2 separate regions of the Mus musculus genome follow, and region 2 is linked to region 1. A link is a contact called in public promoter capture Hi-C data. All regions are on one chromosome and are shown on one strand. Each heading gives the region's core, a stretch centred on a gene start, on an enhancer-like site or on the middle of the called end of the contact. The rest is flanking DNA. Distances are from core to core; before and after follow the strand shown.

Region 1 (5,086 bases), core at 963-3,462:
TTTCTCTCTCCCTCCCTCCCCTCTCCCTTCCCATTCTTCCCCTCCCCCTGCTCCCCCTTTCTCTCCCTCCCCTCCCCCTCTCCCCTCTTCCTGCCCCTCTCTCCCTCCCTCCCCTCCCCCTCCTTCTGCCCCTCTCTCCCTCCCTCCCCTTTCCCTGTCTCCCTCCCTCTCTCTCTCCCTCCCCACCCCCCCACCTCCATTGTTGCTCTTTGGTCTTATTTTTATGGGTTTTTTTTTTTTTTAATTTGCTTATCTGTGTGTACGAATGTTTTGCCTGCACGTATATATATCCGTGCACCACCTGCAGAACTGAAAGCAGTTCCAGCTCGTGAGCGGCCCTGCTGGGAATAACCACTGAGCCATCTCTCTAGCCCCCCTCCTATCTCTAAGGTTTTGATTGCTAGGTTTGGTTTGGATTTTGTTTTGTTTTTGTTTTTGTTTGTTTTGAGGCAGGGTCTCCTGTAACTGGAGATGGCCTCAAACTTGTTTGTTTGTTTTCTAGACAGGTTTTTTCTGTGTAGCCCTGGCTGTCCTGGAACTCACTGTAGACCAGGCTGGCCTTGAACTCAGAAATCTGCCTGCCTCTGCCTAAGTGCTGGAATTAAAGGCATGTGCCACCACTGCCCGGCCCTGTCTTTCTTTTCTTAATTTTAACTATATACTGTCTTATCTACAATTAGTGTGCATGTGCGGGTGTGTGAGGATGCACAGGTATATGCAGGTGAACAGGTGGAGGGATTACACAGATGTGTGTGTGCAGGTGCACAGGCGTGTGTGTATATGTGCGCGCGTGTAGGTAGAAGCCTGAGAATAACCTTGGGTATTGTTCTTTAAAGACTGGAGCTTTTTCTTTGGCAGGCCTGAATCTCACGAACCTCACCAACTAGGCTACAGTGGCTGTCGAGCCCTAGGAGTCCTCTGGTCTCATTTCCCAAGTGCTGGGATTTTCACTTTTCCTCCTTCTCTTTCTTTTTTTATTATATTATATTATTTTATTTTAATTTTCTCCACATGGGTTCTAGGAATTGAACCTGGGGTCTGAATGCTTGTAAGGCAAGCACTTTATTAGCTGAGCTACTGCCCAGATCCCTGACCTGCGGTTATTAAAGAAGACAGAGGGGTGAGGTGAGAGGTGAGTCATTGATTAAGGCACTAAACATGAAGCCTAAGCCGGGCGTGGTGGCGCACGCCTTTAATCCCAGCACTCCGGAGGCAGAGGCAGGCGGATTTCTGAGTTCAAGGCCAGCCTGGTCTACAAAGTGAGCTCCAGGACAGCCAGGGCTATACAGAGAAACCCTGTATCAAAAAACCAAAAAAAAAAAAAAAAAAAAAAAGAAAGAAAAAACAAAAAAAAAACCAAAAAACAAAAACAACAAAAACATGAAGCCTAAAAATCTTAGTTCAGTTCCCTAAGACCCACGTGGTGCGAGAGACAACCAACTCCTGAAAGCTGTCCTCTGATCTCCGCTTGCACTGACTACTGAACTCTCTTGCTTGCTCTCTCACTCTCTTGCTCTCTCGATTTCTTACCAGAGATGGTAAATAAAAGTTAGGAAAAAAACTAGGTGGAAGAGGAGGAAGAGGAAGAGGAGGAGGAAGAGGAGGAGGAGGAGGGAGAGACTCAGGAGGCTAGGGCAAAAGGGTGGGAATTTAAGGCCAGCCTGAGCTATATAGTGAGACCCTTACTTAAAAACAAACAGGGCTGGGGCGACTGCTCAGTGGTTAGAGCCCTGGCTGTTCTTCCAAAGGACCAGGGTTCAATCCCCAGCACCCGCATCGCAGCTCACAACTGCCTGCAACTCCACAGCATCCAACGCCCTCACACAGACACACACTTAGGCAGAACACCAGTTCCCGCGAAATAAAAACAAAGAAGTCATTAAAAAGAAAAGAACAACCAACCAACCAATGAAGCAGCAAACAAACCAAAAGCTGAGGAGGTGGCTCAGGGCCTGCAGCTCTGTTAGAGAACCCGAGTGAGTGAGTGTGTGTGTGTGTGTGTGTGTGTGTGTGTGTGTGTGTGTCCCTGCCCCCCACTTCAGACAACTCACCACCACCTGAAGATCAAAGGGAATACCAAGCAGGGCAGTAAATCAACTGTCAGGTGAGTTCTGAGTTATGCAGATTTTCAGGAAAGGTTCCTGCCTTCTGCTCTGTGCCCAGTTCCTGGGGGAGGGATGGGACTTTTCTTCGTATTTCTTATCTACTCCCACTCCTACAGGAAATGAGGATTCTCAGAGCTCTCTGACTGGATCTCCTGTAGCCCAGGCTGGCCTTGGTTTTGCTACGTAATGACCTTGAGCCCCTGATTCTCCTGCCCCCGCCTCCTGAATATTGGGATAACAGGCATTTATTACCACAGCTGTTTTTATCACAGTGCTAGGGACAGACAGAGCGCAGGCCTTGTGCAGTTAGGTAAGCACTTTGCTTTGTCCCAATTCCTTTCTCCTTTTCTTTTCTAACTTATTTATTTGTTTGATTGTTACTTAAAAATTTTTTTTTTTGCGGTGCTGGAGATTGAACCCAGGGCCTCAGGCATGCTAGGCAATTGCCAGACTGCTGAGCTACATCCCCAGCCTTCTTAATCGTAATTTGTCCATGTCTTGTTTTTGATACGGGTTCTTACCACGAAGCCCCAGCTGGCCCTGAGTTTGCAATGTCCTTTCTGCCTCTGTCTTCTATTGCTGCGTTTAAAAGTACATGCCTAGCGTTTATTTCCTGTTTTGAGACAGATCTTACCAAGTTGCCCACACTAGCCTGGCACTCAATCTACAGCCTGGAGCTGGCCTTGAACTTGTGATCTTTTTGTTCCAGAATATAGAGTCGTTGGAATAACAGGCCTGACTAGAATAACTGAAGACTCCCATCCCTCACGCACCCAGGGATTCACTATACATAGTGACAGACCCTGCTGGCTTCAAACTGACAGAGATTCTCCTGTCTCTGCCTCCCCAGTTCTGGGATGAAAGGCATGTGTTTTGGCCTGGAATTCTTCATTCTCCTGCCTTAGTTTCCCTGGTGCTGGGATAATGGGGGTGGGGGTGGGGGGAGCACCACCATGCCTACCTTGAAGATTTCTTGTACCAATGTGAGGAAGATGAGAAGCCTCAGAAGAAGGCCGGAAGAAAGAGCCCCCGGGGTTGAGCCGACCTCTCTCCCTGTATTCCTTTCTCAGGTTTCACCTCCCTCCATCTCCTTCCAGGAACCTGAGAGGAGACCAGCCACGTTGAAGGTCGAAGGCAGGACTTCCCTGGCCCAGGCTTTTGGGCGGCGCCCGCCTAGGAGGAGCCTGCCACCCACTGGGAGCGAGCGGTACTGCAGGTGCTGGACACCCACCCCCTACCCAGTCCTTTGACTGATTTAACTCTGCCCAAAGGGTTCTTGTCCTCATGTGACTTACAGTCTATGGAACTGACAAGAGCGACAGAAATCCCGGTAGCAGCTGAACAGCCTTGGATCTTTTTTTTTTTTGGATGGGAGGATTTTTTAAAACAACACAAATAGTATACATTCATAGCCAAATGTTTAAAAAGAAAAAAAGCCCAGATATAGCTTTCCTCAAACATGTGCATAGCAGCTACACAAACTGTAGGCAGCCTTTCCGTCTAAAAAATGTTTAAATACAATGTGGTAGGGACTCATTTAATGTATTTTCATAGACTTTTTTTTTTTTTTTTTTTTTTTTCGAGACAGGGTTTCTCTGTGTAGCCTTGGCTGTCCTGGAACTCACTCTGTAGACCAGGCTGGCCTTGAACTCAAAAATCCACCAGCCTCTGCCTTCCAAGTGCTGGAATTATAGGTGTGTGCCACCACTGCCCGGTGACCATATTTTTTACATCATTATTAATTTTATGTATATGAGTGTTTTGCCTACATGTACCATGTGCATTTCTGGTGCCCGTGGGGACCAGAAGAGCGTGTTGGATTCCCTGGAACTGGAATTATGTAAAGTTCTGACCCACTATCTGGGTTCTGGGCCCTTTATTATCCTCTGCCAGAGCAGAAAGTGATCTCCACCAGTGAGCAGCACCACAGCACTGCAAAACACATCCTCACATGCCTTAGATTCGATTTTCTTTGTGTGTGTGTTTTTTTTCGAGATAGGATTTCTCTGTATAGCCCTGGCTGTCCTGGAACTTACTCTGTAGACCAGGCTGGCCTCGAACTCAGAAATCCGCCTGCCTCTGCCTCCGGAGTGCTGGGAATAAAGGCATGTGTCACCACTGCCCAGCAGATTCGATTTTGTTTTCTTTCTGAGACAAGATCTCATGTAGATGAGACTAGCCGTGTAGCACGGGATGACCTTGCCTTTCGGACCATCCTAACTCCTGGAGTGCTGGGGTTGCTGCTGTTCACCTTGATGCCCAGGTATAGTAGGGACTTGGGGGCCAAAATCAGTGCTTCCTACATGACCAACAAACACTCAACCTGCTGAGCCACATCCCGGACCTGCCTCGTTTTTTCACTGAATGAAACTGCGGATGATCAATACTAGCTCAGTCAGAAGCCAGCCTGTGGCACAACATCTAATCCTAGCACTGGGGAAGCAAGAGGGATTGCATCTCAGCCTGGTCTACATATCAAGTTCCAGGATAGCCAGAGCTACACAGTGAGGCTCTGTCTCAAAAACGAACCAACCAACCAAACAAACATACAAACAAGACAAAGAAAATTAAAAATAACTGCTGTAGCCAGGCATGGTGGCGCACGCCTTTAATCCCAGCACTCCGGAGGCAGAGGCAGGCGGATTTCTGAGTTCGAGGCCAGCCTGGTCTACAAAGTGAGTTCCAGGACAGCCAGGGCTATACAGAGAAACCCTGCCTCGAAAAACAAAACAAAACAAAACAACAACAACAACAAAAATAATTGCTGTCATTTACGGAGCAAGATACTAAGTGTTTCACATAAACCACATTCAGTCCTGAGAACACTAAGGCCCAGATAAATGATTTATTCAACAAAAGTAGCAGAACCAGGATCTAAATCCAATTCCATCTCAGAACTTTCATCCCTGTGTGCTCCGCTCTGCTCTGTGCCAGCGCCCCCACCCCCCCACCCCCCACCCCCCCCACCCCCCACCCCCCCA
Region 2 (5,086 bases), core at 965-3,464, 510 kb after region 1:
CATTTTCAGAACCGGCATAGCCATTCTTCTTAGGTATCCCCAGCAATGTACCCGAGATTCTGTTGCTCCCCTCCCCCATCACTGTCTGTAACACATCTTTTCCCCCTTCTGTCTATAGCTGGGTTGTTCTTCAGTGACCCTCTACAGGTGATAAATGACTTTTGTCAGCTCTCTGCCTCTCTTGACCCCAATCATATCAATTTGTTGTGAGTTTTATCATGTTTTTGGCTTGCTAATGCCTGGTTGAAGGTTTAATGAAGATCTTTTAATGAAGATCTGAGGGCTGAGGGCTCTTCCTGGTTCACAAATTCTTGTCATCTCTTCCTAGATTCTCTTTCCACCCATCCCCCATGTGCCTGGTAGCTTACTTATCATTACGTATCTTTACCACGGGTTTGACTTGATGCTTGTTCATGTATTTCTGCTGACTATGACTTGGCACTGAGTGATGTATAAGCTCTTTCCTCTGCTGGGTCAAATCTGCTGTTTAGGGAAGTCATAGACTGAACCATGTTCTCCAGTGTTCATGTCAAATGTTCGGTATTAGTGACCAGGCCTTTATTTGAGAATCGGTTCCTGTACTGGCTAGAAAGGAGCTTTAGTTGGGGAAGTGCCTCCATGAGATCCAGCTGTGGGGCATTTTCTAGGTTGGTGATCAAGTCAAGCCGGGGGGGGGGGGGGGGCGGGTTTGGCAGTGTGGGTGGGGCCATCCCTGGGTTGGTTGTCTTGGGTTCCATAAGAGAACAAGCTGAGCAAGCCAGGGGAAGCAAGCCAGTAAGTAACATCCTTCCATGTCCTCTGCATCAGCTCTTGCCTCCTGACCTGCTTGAGTTCCAGTCCTGACTTCCTTTGGTGATGAACAGCAGTGTGGGAAGTGTAAGCTTAATAAACCCTTTCCTCCCCAACTTGCTTCTTGATGGTGATGTTTGTGCAGGAGTAGAAACCCTGACTGAGACAGTTCCCTTTTATTGTGGTGAGCTTCTCCTGCAATGGTGTGCACTCTATTTGAATGACCATCACTCAGAGGACAAGAAAGTGTGACCAGAGAGACACGGAAGCAGCAGGGACACGTGGTGACAGTCGGGTAGTAGAGCGGTACACCTGGAAGCCAAGGTCAGCCAGGGACTTCAGCAGGAGCCATGAGGAGGCAGACAAAGACATGTGTCAGCTTTCATTCAGAGACCGGGCACAGACGGCTCTGCCTTTAAGCAGACAGGTTCCTTCTGACGACCTTCATGTGGGCATGTCTGTCTGTCCTCCATAACCTCTCTGCATGTGTATGGCCTGAAGATTGTCCCCTACAGAGACTGTGCCAATCAAGACCAGCTACACCCATCTCCTTGTTCACTTGTAAGCCATAAACTCTGGTCCCTCGTGTATCTTTAGGTGATAACCCTGCCTCCTTGGCAGCCACGAGCTCCTCCTCCCCGTTCAACTCTAAATTGTAAACACGTGAAGCTTCCAGGGCGCTGCGGTTTCTCCAGCCTAGAGCTTAGACCCCTCAGCTTCCCCACCCCATAACTGTGTTTGTCTTTTCTGCACTCTCTCTCTCTGCCACAACCAGGCCCATCCCAGGAACTGTGCGCGGAAATGGCGCAGGAGCATGCGCTCAGCGATTCAGACTTTAGAGTGTTAGCCTAATTCTTTGAAAGCAATCTCAATCGCCATAACAGCTGCTGTCTAGTAAGTCTTATGACCAGACTTCTTTAGGGATTGTATATACGTATGTATGTACATCTGTCTGTCTGTCTGTCTGTCTGTATGCATGTATGTATATGTGTATATGTGTGTATATGTATGTGTCTGTGTGTTTGTATATGCATCTCTGTGTGTGTCTGTATGTCTGTATATTCATCTGTGTATCTGTCTGTGTGTTGGCCTGTGTTGAAAGGTCTCAAGAGCACCTGTACTTTTGTAATTCTCTAGGGACTGGACACAGAAGTACTCAGACAAATGGGTGATTTGCAAGAATGGAGACACTTTAAGCAAAATGCAGAGAGGGAAAGGGGGCACCTGCATAGAGTCTAGGGGACTAGTACAGATCTCCACACACTTGCCCAGTCGGTCACCTTCGAATCTGTTTCTTCGAGTGTCAAAATGTATTATAGAGAAGCGTACTGGGGCCTCAGTTATCTGGACACTGGAAGGGGACAGTGGGCTTAAGGGACTAGTAACCTGGTACCCTCTTCACCAGACATGCTTAAATTCTAGTGTGTCGGGGGAAAAAAAAACCAGTCAGGTGACCACCTTGGTGTCGCCCAACTGGCTTGGAACCCAGGACATTCTGACCAACTGCCCAGGTGACAGTTGCATAAATAATGAGCTCTGCCTGAACTGGCCAGAGCTAGAGGAGCACTGTGAAGAAGCAGCTCCTGGGAGGAGCTCCTGTGCTGGGGCGGGGTCATTCAGGGAAAGCAGCCTGGACACAGGGAGGCTGAGAAGGGGCTGTGGCTACACCACTCTGCATGTGGAGCCTGCTGCTCGAGTTCTGGCTCATTAGGGACTCGGCTGCTACTGTGCCAGAGGCCTCTGCTGAACTGGGGTAGACAGTAGGATGGCCTTGCCGGCCGCCTCCTGGTCTGTCTTGGATTCCCCTGACAAGGATGCAGAGCCTCTTGCGGCACTACAGTAGCTGCATGTATTCTCCCCTTAGAATGTCTTAGCATCTTTGCATCTTGTGCCCCTGAGCCTCAACGCTTAGACAGCATATTCCAAACAGGAGCACGGATGTCCAGGGGAGCCTCCCAGATACCCTTTTCTTCTGTTGTCCCCCACTGCCTCGGGGGCGAGTTGAACCATGGCTGCATCGGGAAGAGGGCCTCCCAGTGTATGGCAAACTTAAACCACTCAAGGGGCAGAGTCTGGAATCATTTTTAGAGAGAAAAGGCAATAGTGATCGGCACAGATCCCAGGCAGGTGCCTGCCGGCCTCAATTAGAAGCCTCGGGGCCTGGGAAAGGGATTTGGTGTTCTCATCTTAGATAGTTCTCGCCTTACTTACCAGAACGCTCCTTTGGTTACCTACTATTCTCAGGGTATAAAGCTTAGTCTATTGATTGCACATAGTCTGAAGGAAAACGGAACGGTGCTTCCTGCCTGTGCCTGAGCAGCCTGTGCTACATGTCTGGAGAGAGCCAGATATGTGAGGGTGTTTCCTGTAGCCAGAAAACTCGGGGGGTGGGGAGGGGGGGCATTTGGTAGGTTCAGAGTTCACATGAGCATGGTATCGTGGAGTTCCCCAGGAGGAATTGTCGTCAGCCCCGTGACCCCCACATCAGCCCTGTGCGGCAAGTAGAACATTATGTATCTGACAGTCCATGAAGTGACGTGCCCAGAGTCACACAGGTCTTGTGGACCAGATAGAAGACATGTCCTTGGCTCCCTGGGGACACAGAGCATAAACCAGAGTCCATGATGATGTTGTGGACTCCCCCACCCCCACCCCATCCCCAAGGGCTCCCCTCATACTCCTTTTCCGTAAAGGTTTGGTGGCCACAAGCCAGTTTATCCCCTGTGGTCACTTTTCTGACACCTCCTGCTTTTTTAAAAACCAGAAGGTCAGAAGGATCGTGAGGTCCCGATTTCACAGACCTGTATCAAGATCAAGCAAGGTTTTTTTTGTTTTTTGTTTTTTGTTTTTTTGCCCTTCTGCTCCGTGGGAGGCTCGAGAATGGATGAATGAGATTCCCACTGTCCCTATCCAATGAAACCACAGCCAAGGGAACAGGCTTGGTGGAATCAGCGGGGAAAGATGACCCCGAGAGCTTGAGCTTGACTTTAGTCTGGCACGGTGAAGAGACATGAGAGGTGTAGAATAAGAGGGAGGGCCCCTCCCACCCCCACCCCCTGGCATTTGGCTACCTTAAGAGAGTCACATTTCTTCACATTGACCTTCAGAGCACTGGGCAGAAATCACATCGAGTCAACACCCGCCGTGGGCCTTCGCGATGCTTTGGGGTTTTTTGGTTTTGTTTTTCTCAAGACAGGGTTTTCTCTGTGTAGTCCTGGCTGTCCTAGAACTCTCTGTGTAGACCAGGCTGGCCTGGAACTCAGAAATCCGCCTGCCTCTGCTTCCCGAGTGCGATGCTTTGTTTTAATTACACAGTCGGATTCCCCTGGTCAGCGCCAGTTCTAAGTCAGCAGCTGGGTGAGGTGCCTCTGGGGGAAAACCACGGCTCTGGGGGGCGAACCGCTTGGGAACTCTCAACCAAACTCTGCCCTGCACAGCCAGGGGCAGAGCGCCTCTGTGAAGTTCCTTCCATAGCCACTGGCTCCCGCACTCCAGGTTTCTTCTGAACCTGCTCCTGTCACATCCCTCGGCCATCAGATGTCCCTACTAACTTGATGGCGATGACTCTCCAGCACAGTCCTGGCTGCGCCCCCAAAGCAGCCCCATGGCCGTCCCACTCTGACATCTCAGATTCTCTCTTCGGAACGCCTCCGAGTCTAAATCGCTCTTAGTGATGTCAGGTTTCGACAAGTGTTTTCAGCTGTGTTAGGGCTGCAATTCAGCTTTCCTGCGGTGTTGGTGTTGGTGTTGGTGTTGGTTGCTGTCGTGGGGGAGATGTGTGCAGGCTTCCCTTCAGATCTACGCTTGGCGGGGTGGGGTGGGGTGATGAAGAGCTTGTCATGGTTTCGAAATGAAACTGGTGGACCTCAGAGGAGGCTCGCTGGGCCTGAGGCTTGCCTCCTAGAAATTTACACTCACTATAGACATGTGAGCAACAGTAAATATGAAAGGATGAAACGCAACATTATACCCTAAATGTCCACTCAGTGTGGCCAGTCTAACCAGTGCAAACCTTACTTTAAAGCCAAGTGGCTGTGAGCGAGCGCCATGGATGCAGGTCATTGACCTCATTATAGGAGTTTGCAGCAGCACAGACAGTTGCAGGGTGCCGGGGGAGATGCAGTGACCAGGGAGGAGGGAGGAGGGAGGAAGAGGAGGAGGAGGAGTGGGAGGAAGAGGAGGAGAGGGAGGCTGGCTGGGAGCCTGTGTAGTTCCAGAAGGCTCCTCAGAGGTCCTTTTACTCAACATCCAGCAGCCACCAAGTTCTGTCTTGTGATCCTTTGCTAAGGTATTGTGT

What was found. Promoter capture Hi-C pulls out the DNA fragments that hold promoters and counts their contacts.
Region 2: a contact with region 1 is called in a promoter capture Hi-C map of the C10 cell line, with 2.3 times the contacts expected there. The contact joins the promoter of 4930519G04Rik here to the promoter of 4930401G09Rik in region 1. A contact is called at or near these places in 1 of 39 promoter capture datasets (the C10 cell line) and 1 of 9 other capture datasets (pancreatic islet).

Annotation. Positions count from the first base shown.
Region 1 is chr5:115,357,249-115,362,334 of GRCm38.p6, reverse strand. It overlaps 4930401G09Rik (RIKEN cDNA 4930401G09 gene), which reads left to right and starts at 2,212. Exons shown (of 2, transcript NR_163911.1): 1 at 2,212-2,415; 2 at 3,203-3,635. It also overlaps a transcript of Msi1 not described here.
Region 2 is chr5:114,850,842-114,855,927 of GRCm38.p6, reverse strand. It overlaps 4930519G04Rik (RIKEN cDNA 4930519G04 gene), which reads right to left and starts at 2,214. Exons shown (of 12, transcript NM_026263.2): 1 at 2,070-2,214. It overlaps Mir6240 (microRNA 6240), which reads right to left and starts at 3,980; the gene lies at 3,864-3,980. Gm9936 (predicted gene 9936) reads left to right here. Exons shown (of 1, transcript NR_164348.1): 1 at 1-905.